Linked DNA regions of Rattus norvegicus: region 1 is linked to region 2. A link is a contact called in public Hi-C data. All regions are on one chromosome and are shown on one strand. Each heading gives the region's core, a stretch centred on a gene start, on an enhancer-like site or on the middle of the called end of the contact. The rest is flanking DNA. Distances are from core to core; before and after follow the strand shown. Region 1 holds the start of Nrip1 (nuclear receptor interacting protein 1). Region 2 holds the start of Hspa13 (heat shock protein family A (Hsp70) member 13).

Region 1 (5,188 bases), core at 1,523-4,022, 590 kb after region 2:
AGGAGGAGCGTTACTTCCTCCTCGGACAATGTGATAAGCAGAAGGGTAGAGGCTGCCGCCCTCAGGCCTCCTGTTTAACAGACTGCTTTGCCACTCACAAACCTCCAGTAGGACAGGTTATCACTGTTTCACTGACTGTATTCCCAAACACCTTATCCCAGCTTCCAAGACGGTCTACCGTCTCTCTAACCTTCTCAGTGTTTAAAATGTTGGTAATGGCAACATCCCTCTCTCTATACTTTTGTCATCGCTTTTGTCGCCCTCCCCCCCCCAAAAAAAAACCTCAAAAGGCACCGAGAACACTTATTTTGTCACATTTCTTGAATCTCTCGTATCACAGGAAATCTTTTTGCACTCAGGGCCACCTTGGAGCACAAGCTAAAAGAAGCTGTCTTTAAATTTTTTTTCTTTTGAATTAGTATCTTTCGGAGACTGGCCCACTTGAGTTGATATGTCATAATTTTCGGTTCTGAAAGTGTCGTGGATAATTTAAATTGGCACTTGCTATGCATTACTTAAATAAGTGTTCTCCTGGATGGCCTCTGAAAAGCCTGAATTCCTTAATCTTGTTTTGACTATACAGTAACCACGAGGGACACGTCAATGTAAGCAAACTCCAAGAGCAATAAACTAACAAACAGACTCTAGGTGGTGGTATAGGTTATTTTTTTAATCACAACGTTTTGCTCTTAAAACTGGAGGAGTCAGAGGAGCCCTGGCCTCATCCACAAACATTTCTCCATTGCTAACCCACAATTATTTTCAGGTATCTCAATTACAAAAATCCAAGTTCTGCAAAGTTTGGAAACTCAGATTTCTAAGTCTTCTCGTAGGCATGAAAGCTGGTTTTCAACTACCTGTATATAAGCAGCAACCGAAGCCCTCCTTAGAGTTTTGAAGTATACTTTTTAAGGATATTTTCTTCTCGCTCCTTGTACTTTAAGTGTGGAGTCTTCCCAGTACAGTATAGAACAGGCTGGGGTGAGGCTCCAGTTTGCAGGTATTGCCTGCGGCATGACTGACTCTCCTTTGTCTCTACTAAGTCCTACACAGAAAGTTCCTGTTGGATCAATTAAACCCTATGGACAAACTGCTGGGCCAAACCAGGGCAACTCACTTGGAAGGGGAAGATTTCAACATTTTCCCAGGCTGCAGCCACTCTTAGGGGCCATGCATGTGAAGCACCCACCGTTTGCTTAAAAAGTCGACTCCGTCTCTTAGACAAAGGTGGCAACCTGATGATTAAACACTGGATAATTGCATCTGGAAGATGCCGCCCACTTGCTAAACCCATGATTCACTAATAAGCGGGTTCAATGTAATTCATAACTCTAAAGAATGAATTACCGAAGTCCCTGCTTTACAAAACCCAAGAGATAGACTACACATCGTTTAAGCATACACACAGACAGACAGACACACAGACACTCCAATCTTGTTTTACTTTTAGACTGTCTCTCTTTCTCTAAAAACACTGTTTTCGCTCAGTGTCACAATCAGTTACAAGAGCAGACAAACTCCAGCCTGGTGCCATCAAAAAAAAAAGAGTTAAAAGTTCTTGCACCTAACAATGTCCGGACTTCCCTCTAACTAAAATGATCCATTAATTTAAAAAAGTAAAGTATTTTAACGTAAAATTACCTAACGTTTCATACTTCGTTTGCGACCGCCAGAATCCAATTAAATTTCTGACATGATGGAAGGTAGAAACTCGTGGAATGCCTCAGAGATCAACATGTGTCAGACTCACTGCCTGTCCGCCTTTTAAACACAGTGGATTCCTTTGTTCCTTCCGTCTGAATATCAACTCCTGATTAAAATTTGGAAACTACTTTGGGAAGGATGGGAGGGTCTAGGGGAATGTTTCCGCGGAAGAGGGTTTCTTCTAGCAACAATAGTAGTAAGGAGGACAGTGGCACCAGAGAGAAGAGCAGTCTCTCAGGACTTCACCAGGCTCACCCGAGTGAACCCCTCTCGGATGCTGGGGGAACTGGGCTGAGGCCTCGGGTGCAAGGGGCCTCGCCCTCCTCGGCAGGCGGGGAGCTCGTGCCCAGCAGGCCGGGCCTGGGGCTCAGCGCTGTCCCTTCTCCGAGTCACTTTTCCCGGCCGGGAATCGGCGAGCACCGCGCAAGGGAGAAACCGGCGATAGGCGGGGAGCTGCGCGGGCGCCACCGCGAGCACCGCTGGGCGGCAGGACCGAGCGGGGCTGCAGCCAGCGCCCGGGGCTCGGGGCCAACGGGGGCAGCCGGGCGGGCGGGCGAGCTCGACCCGGGCCCCGCGATCCGGCCACCCGCGTGGGTCCCGGCGCATTACACCCAGGGCGGCTGCGCCCCTCGCGCCAAGGCTGGCACGGACGAGCCCGCGGCTGGGAACTCCACAACTTGGCGGCTGCGCCGGCCGGGCCCGCGAGTTCCCGGGGAGAGCCGGAGAGGGGCGCGGCGGCGCGCTGTCCCCGGGATCCGTGTCCCTGGAGCCCCCCGCGGGCCTCCCCCGGCCTCCGCCGCCTCCACGGGCCGCGCACCCAGGCCGTGCCCGGGCGGCTCGGCGTCCGCTCAGCGAGCTCCGCACGGAGCCCGGGCCGCGATCGCCACTCACCGAGGCCGCCGCGGCTCCGGGCCGCCGATCCGCGTCGCTCCCTCCTTCCCAGGTTAGCCGTGCCCTGCGGCCGCGCGAGGCCACGGGCGCTGCGCACCGGCGGGCTGGGGCCGGCTCGTCCTCCGCCTGCGCCGCGGTCGCCGTCGCCTCCCGAGTTCGGGGCTCTGCTGCAATGTCTGCGAGGCTGACTTTGAGCGCCTCGCTCGCCGCCCGCCCGCCGCAGCCGCGCTCCTCCCTCCGCCGCCGACTTCGCGGCGGCCGGGTCCCTCCCCTCGCTGCTCCACGCCATTCAGCTCTTCAGCCAAGTTTCTTAACCCTTTTCTGCCCCTCCCTCCCATTGTCACCCGGGCGGAGCGCGCACCCGGCGGCTTGCCGGAGCCCGGGAGCCCACCCGGCGTCTGCAGGCCTTCTCGCCGGTGCTCCGGGTGGGGGTCCGGGTCTGAGCGGCCTTGAAGGCAGAGGGAGGACGCGGTTGAACCGGAGAAGGGGGGTGCTTTGCTCCCCGAGCCGGCGCCCTGGCTTCCCAGCCGCGTCCAGCCAGCCGCCTGGACAGATTCCCCGCTAGGGGCCAGGCGATAGCCCATGTCACCCTTGCGGGGGCAAACGCTGGGGGCACCAAAGGGGAGTCGGGGCGCCTTAACCCTACCCCAGGTTCCCCACCTAAGGGCTGGCACCTTAAATGTCTCCCTTTCTCCCGTTTCAACCCACAAATACGCGTTCTCTTGGAGCCCTTTACCCACCCTCAATTTTCCACCTCCTTGAAATCTGTGTCCCGCTTAAATTCCGGAAGCCACGGCGCTATAACTCTAGGTCATTTTGACCCCATCCTCAGCACCTAGTAGGACCCAGTAATAAATATGGCATGATTGCAAGCGGAAAACTGGGAAGGAGACCTGAGGAGTGCACAGCTCAGCTCCCTAGACGGACGCAGGACCCAGGAACCTGGTTTATCTTCTGCTGCTTTGTCACTGCGAAGTCTCCAGTAGGGTCTGCCCGCCAATCTGCACCACCCCCAGGAAGGATCTGACCCAACAGGACTAGAAGATGGGCTGGCACTTCTTTAAGCAGCTCTGCTGGGTTCAGAGTCTCAATAAATAACAATTACATCACGGAGCCAGGGTGGCAGTGCAGCGAAACCTGGGTTTCCTGCAGCCTGGTCTTGCTGAACCCGCCTCTGAATTTGAGGGGGGCTAACAGATTGGTGAGGCTAGAAAGTGGAGGGAGGAGAGAAAAAGACGAAACCGTGATCTCTTCCTCTCCTTGTGTTTTCTGCTTTAAAATCCTATTCTCTCTACTCCCTTCATATGTTACTTGTGAAGCCTCCTTTTAACGCTCCCCCTACCCCAGATGTCACGTTTGTTTTTGACTCTAGCATCTTGCCATGAAAAGAATCATTTGCAGAAGTTGTTTTCGCTTGACATAAAAAAAAACAAAAACAAAAACAAAAAAAACAAAAAAACCACTCTAAAGTACATCTTTGGTTCACCCTAAACTCTGAAGTGCTATGCCTGTGTTAAAATACTTACTGACTAAGACAATTTTGTGGATGAAGCTGTCTACTCTCATACACACGTTTTCATATTCTTAGGAATTTCGGTAGCCTTCGGAAGCAGTTATTGATGTACACCGAAACCAAAAATTATCCAAGGGACCCCACTGTGTTCTTTACTGTTATATAATAGCTCTATAGCTATTTTTCCGATTTTTCAAATGAGCAGGGTCTGGAGTATGTTCCCAATCTTTAAAGTAAAGGCAATTTTTCAAATTAATTCTTCATAAAGCTATACCCTAGCTCAGTCCTGAGCGCATGCTAGAAGTATTTTTGCTTAATGCTGATAGTACATATTAAAATACTCTCTCTTCTCCTAGAGATTCACCTCTGCAATCTGTTTTCATCTAATGTGTAAATCTCATGTAACAGCATAGCACGTGCATTTCCCACTGTTCAAAATCTGCTTAAAGCAAACTAGTAAAGGCAGCACTTGTCCCAGGCACCATTATCTTTTGGACAGCATATATCCCGGATTGACACAAAGCAAATGATTACAAATTAAATGACCAGAATGATTGTAACTTAGCTCTTCAAATTTTTTTTAATATTATACAAAGACATTCTAAATGTATCTCATTTTATTGGGCCTGGTTGTTGTTGGTTTTGTTTTGAAAACCCAATGTCAGTTTTGTTAAAAGTCATCTTTGTGGTAGATTATAGCAGATTCAACAAATGCGTCCAGTTAGCCACAGTGGTACAAGGCTGTAATCAACTGGGAGGCTGAGACGGGAAGTGGGAAGTTGGAGGTCATCTAGGACTTTTTAGCAAGTTCAAGGACAATGAAGTTCCAAAACCAGACCCAATTTTGTAAAACTAAGATAGGGATGAGGCAAAGAGATAAAGCATACTTGGCTAGTATGTGTAAGGCAATGGGTTCAGGCCCCTGCACACACACACACGCACGCACGCACGCACATATACTGAAGACATTTCAAGCTTCACTTACCAATAGGCAAACATTTTCTTCTCTTCTGATTGGCAGTTTCTTCTCTGGTTCAGATAGCCTGTCGCAATTAATATAAAGTTAAACTAAGTAATAAA
Region 2 (5,124 bases), core at 1,836-4,335:
GAGTACTACTCAGTTATTAAAACAATGAAATTCTTAGGCAAGTGGATGGAACTAGAAAATAACATCCTGAGTGAGGTAATCCAAATATAGTAGGCACTCATTGATAAGTGGATATTAGACCAAAAGCTTGTAATATCCAGGGTACAATCCATAGAACACATGAAGCTCAAGAAGGACGACGACCAAAGAGTGGATGCTTCAGACCTTCTTAGAAGGGGGAACAAAAATACTCACAGGAGGAAATACGGAGACAAAGTGTGGAGCAGACACTGAAAGGCCATCTGGAGACTGCCCCACATGGGGATGCATCCCATATACAGCCACCAAAGCCAGACAATATTGTAGATGCCAAGTAGTACATGCTGACAGGAGCCTGATACAGCTGTCTGCTGAGAGGCTCTGCCAGAGCCTGACAAATACAGAGGCAGATGCTTGTAGCCAACCACTGAACTGAGAACAGGATCTCCATTGGAGGAGTTGGAGAAAGGAATGAAGTAGCTAAATGGATTTGCAACCCCTCGAGAAAAATAATATCAACCAACCAACACCCCAGAGCTCCCAAAGACTAATGCACCATCCCAAGAGAACACAGGGATGGACCTATGGCTCCATTTGCATATGTAGCAGAGGATAGCCTTGTTGGGCTTCAATGGGAGGAGAGGCCCCTGGTCCTGTCAAAGCTGGATGGCCCAGTGTAGGGAAATGTCAGGGCAGGGAGGTGGGAGGGAAAGGGTGGTGGGTGAGGGAGCACCCTTATAGAAGCAGGGTGGGGTGGGATAGTAGGTTTCTGGAGGGGAAACTTGGAAATGGGATAACATTTAAAATGTAAATTAAAAATAATGCAATTAAAAAGAAAGTTAGTGAGGTTCATGCACTAAATGTGTGTGACATGCTAATGCACTTCAAATAGGCCAGAAAACACGAAAGCGAGTGCACAAATGGTATGTATATAAAAATGTACATAGGTAGAGAATACCCATCCACAGTGCGTGGGGCTTCAACATCCTTCCTAAAATATCCTGAAAGAACTAATTGGATCCTGAGATGATGACGGAATGAGTGCACAGTAAGGCCCCATTTCCTGACCAGATTCGCCCTGTAGCTGCTGTGGAACTTCTTACTGAGAAGACACAACTCCCTGGCATATAAAGCCAGTGGAGACGAAATGGTTCGTACTGTGAAGCCAAAGCATGAATTGAAACAGTGCAGTTAAATCAAATGGACACAGAGTTTAGATTAATTTCATACCTTAAATGGGTATCTGCCAATTTCAGCCTCCAGCTCTTCAGGGGTGAAAATCTTACCTATGAACCTTTTAGCATCATATATTGTGTTCTGAGGATTGGAGTCTGCCAGCTCTAGGCTTTCATAGCCCACATACACATCGCCATCAGTGAAGGACACCATGCTGGGGATGCTAATATGCCCGTTTTCATCTGGGATCACCTTTACTTTCCCTGTTCCAGGAAAAAATACACCGACGGAACAGTAGGTGGTACCCAGGTCAATGCCAATCACTTTTGGAGTTGGCAGTGGTAAATACTGTTGTGCCAAGTAGCCAGCCAACAGGAGAGTCAAGACAGCGGAACCTGAAAAAGTAAGACAGGCTTTTATGGAGCTGCTATCAAATCCTGCGTCTACAGCAGCGTCTCCTGAACACCGCTTTTGGAACGAATCATAAAACATTTTACTTTATAGGATTAGTAAGTACTTGTTTTGGACATCAAACTTTTAACATTCCATTAGGCCACAATTAAAGACGAAAAAAAAAAAAAAAAAACAAACAAACCCAAAACCAAAAGCCCTCATAACTGTATTTCTGGGATAAAGGAATAAAATGCAAAGATACTTAAGTAATAATTTTGCTGTTGTTGAATGAAAATATCACAAATGGGTAGCAAAAGGTGGATATAATCCAGTTTTCTTGTCTCATTGCCATGTAGATTGACAGCTTCACTTACCTGTCATTACTAAAATAAAATGCCATTCTGAAATTCTCACAACAAAAGCTTTTTCTCACAGTGAAGGCTCTGGTATGTAAGGCTAACCTCTTTGATTTTTGTCTTTACCCATTCAAAAGGATAAAATTCATAAAGTTGGATGCGCTGATCTGAAAACTACGTAGGTATTATTGTTACCCCCTAACACAGTTCCAGGAGAGTTTTTGCATACTTAAGCAGGCATTAAGGATACACTTCTCAAAGAGGTAGCAGTTAGGGAAGAAGTGTACAAGTGCTAACCCTGACAGCAACAATATGGACGCTTCCCAAAGGCAAGTTCAAGTTCAGTTCACCATTGTATGGCCTATCAAGAGCAGAGGCTTAGCAAATATCAAAGGAAACAGATCATACATAAACGTCGTGCATATTGTACACAGAAGCGAATAAGGACATCACTTTGAGTTTAGAATTGGTATCTTACTTGGTCTCGCTAGTCTGTGTCATACACCTGTTCCCACTCACACATGCTACAAACCCAGAATGTCAGTCTATAGTGCCGCCGGTAATTGCTAGCTCCTTCAACGCCTGGCACATGCAATCATAGCAGACCAAGAACCTATCCACTTGTCTCTTCCAAACCACAGACAAATCTCAAAGGCATCTCATCACGTTTTGGCAAGGGAATGTGATTCCCAAACGGTATGTTCGAAAGAGAATCCAGTTACAAATGAACAGGGACCAGTATCCCCCCCCCCCCCCCCAACTCGGCATCCAGAATGAAGCTAAGTGTCTTCATCCAGATCCCCTTCTTAGTCACAGTGGGTTCTTGCACATAGAACAGATTTCAGCTACCAATTCAAGACCGAGGTCATCTGCATTCCTAGGCCCACGACCCCCTGACCTGCGGCTAAGGGCAGGACCCCAAAAGTCTTCCACCAGCCAGACACCGGCTCCAGGCGCCCCGCCCCCACCAGCTCCAAACCTTAGTCCCCTTTTCAGGTTCCCTTCGGCTGTGTGACCTATGATTCAGGGGGGTGAGACAACCAACCCATGCCCACCAGACCTCTTGAAATCGCCTTGTCGACTGCCATAACCGCAAGGACCCCTGAGGTACTGACCTAAGATCGTCATCTCTCCGGCCATCAGTCCCGCCGAACAGGCAGAAGGATGACTGTACCGACGGGAGGCACCGCCCCCTAGCCGCCCACTCTCCCGTTGCCTCCTGGGAAATGTAGTTCTTCAGTTCGGAGGTAGATGGAGGAACTACGACTCTCACCACAGCGAAGACTTCATCTACCATCAGGCCGCGGGGCGGATCCCACGCAAGCCAGTGAGGAAAGACTCGGCCTCCCGACGCACGAAGGCCCAACAAACCAGGCTTTGTTGAGGGAGCAGCCTTTGGGAAAGCCCGGAGTTTGCCATTCATCAAACCCGAAACTAGGAGAGCCTACTTGCGGTATAAACATTTGCGGTAGCCCCGCCTCTCCGCATTGTACTGTGGGAGCTGCAGTTCTGGACCGTCCATAGTTTAGACGCCGTAAGGAGGATAAAACCGATTAAGAATCTGAGGTGGGTTGCGCTGCCAGGCTGGCGCGGGATTCAAACTTCCGGGTTTTTTTTGTTTTTGTTTTTGTTTTTGTTTTTTTGTTTGTTTGTTTTTTTGTTTTGCTTTATTATTCAGCCTCTTATGCCTTTGGTCGAAATCAAGATTCTAGATAGACATCTCCTAAGCCCTCCAAAGCCCCCTTTTCATTCCGCAGTGGGGCAGTTCTTTGCATTGTAAACGTCCCTGTAATCCCTAAAAGCATCGCCAAGCCGGCGCTATTGGCAGTAAATTATTTCGCGGGCTCTATAGGACTGAGGTTTATCCAAGACGCCACGGCTTATCCAAGATATTTTTAAATCTAATACTAACATTCGGATACGCTATTACAAATACATATGAAACGATGCACTCTACTTTTCGCGTTAATTATGTCATAAGTGCCCACCATTGCCTTCCTGGACAGGTCCTGTCACTTCCGTTGACTATCCGATTTCTTTTCTCCTTGCTGCTCTGAAATACATTAGCAAAGCAATTTGAAGAAGACAAGATTTATTTTGGCTCAAAGTTCAATGGTATAGTTCATCGTACAAGGAAGTCTAGGAGGCAAGATTTTTAGTCAGGAAGCAGAGAGAGGAAATGCAAGCTCTCTCCCTCTCCCTCTCTCCCTCTCCCTCTCTCCCTCTCCCTCTCCCTCTCCCCCTCCCCCTCCCCCTCCCCCTCCCTCTCCCCCTCCCCCTCCCCCTCCCCCTCCCCTCCCCCTCCCCCTCCCCCTCCCCCTCTCCCTCTCCCCTCCCCCCTCCCCTCCCCCCTCCCCCTCCTCCCCCCTCCCCCTCCACCTCCACCTCCACCTCCCCCTCTCCCTCTCTCCCTCTCCCTCTCCCTCTCCCTCTCCCTCTCCCTCTCCCTCCCCCTCCCCCTCCCTCTCCTCCCTCTCATTCACCTTTGAACCTGCTGGATCAAATTGTAGCACTTACAGTTAGGCGAAGTCTTTTCATCTTAATTGGATCAGAAACTCCCTCATATACGTACCCGGAAGTTTACTTCCATAATGGTTCTGAATTCTAGCAACTCGAAAAGATTAACCACAATTACTGAGGATACTTGTGCGTTTTAGTATGTAAAAACCTGATTTTTCCCCCTCACTATTTAATATTTGATATAACTTAATAAGTCATGATTTTACTATTGGGAAAGTTTATGAACACTTAATGTCCTAGAAACTTAAATCTGCTTCTCTGTTCTAGATGCAAAGCAAGCAGTCCCAACTGACAACAGTGCTACTAGATGTGGGAAAACCTCTACTGGTTTTCTATTTGTGTAAAATTTTGTATCTCTTTATTATCTTTCTAGCCATCTACATACTTTATGATGTATTGGTCTATATCTACATGTAGCTATCTACCTATCAATAGATAGCTATAGTCACATATATATAATGATTTTAAATCTGAATTATGGCTAATAGAGACCCATTATAATACTTTTGTGTTTTTATACTTTTGTGTTTTTAAATGCTTCGTTGTGTGAAATATGAAAAGCGTGTCAATATATGACCACTATCCACCAAAATTCTTACGAAGAATGAAGAAAGCATAATTCAAACATCCAGTCGATGATTTTCATGGTAATTATAATTTT

What was found. A called contact is a pair of places that touch in the nucleus more often than the background predicts.
Region 1: a Hi-C map of mammary epithelial cells shows a contact between it and region 2, with 2.5 times the contacts expected there. The contact joins the promoter of Nrip1 here to the promoter of Hspa13 in region 2. A contact is called at or near these places in 4 of 12 Hi-C or Micro-C datasets (the A7r5 cell line, Schwann cells, frontal cortex and 1 more).

The regions. Positions count from the first base shown.
Region 1 is chr11:28,463,640-28,468,827 of GRCr8, forward strand. Nrip1 (nuclear receptor interacting protein 1) reads right to left here and starts at 2,773. Exons shown (of 4, transcript NM_001100560.2): 1 at 2,596-2,773.
Region 2 is chr11:27,873,813-27,878,936 of GRCr8, forward strand. Hspa13 (heat shock protein family A (Hsp70) member 13) reads right to left here and starts at 3,086. Exons shown (of 5, transcript NM_019271.2): 1 at 3,059-3,086; 2 at 1,249-1,589. The coding sequence starts at 3,083.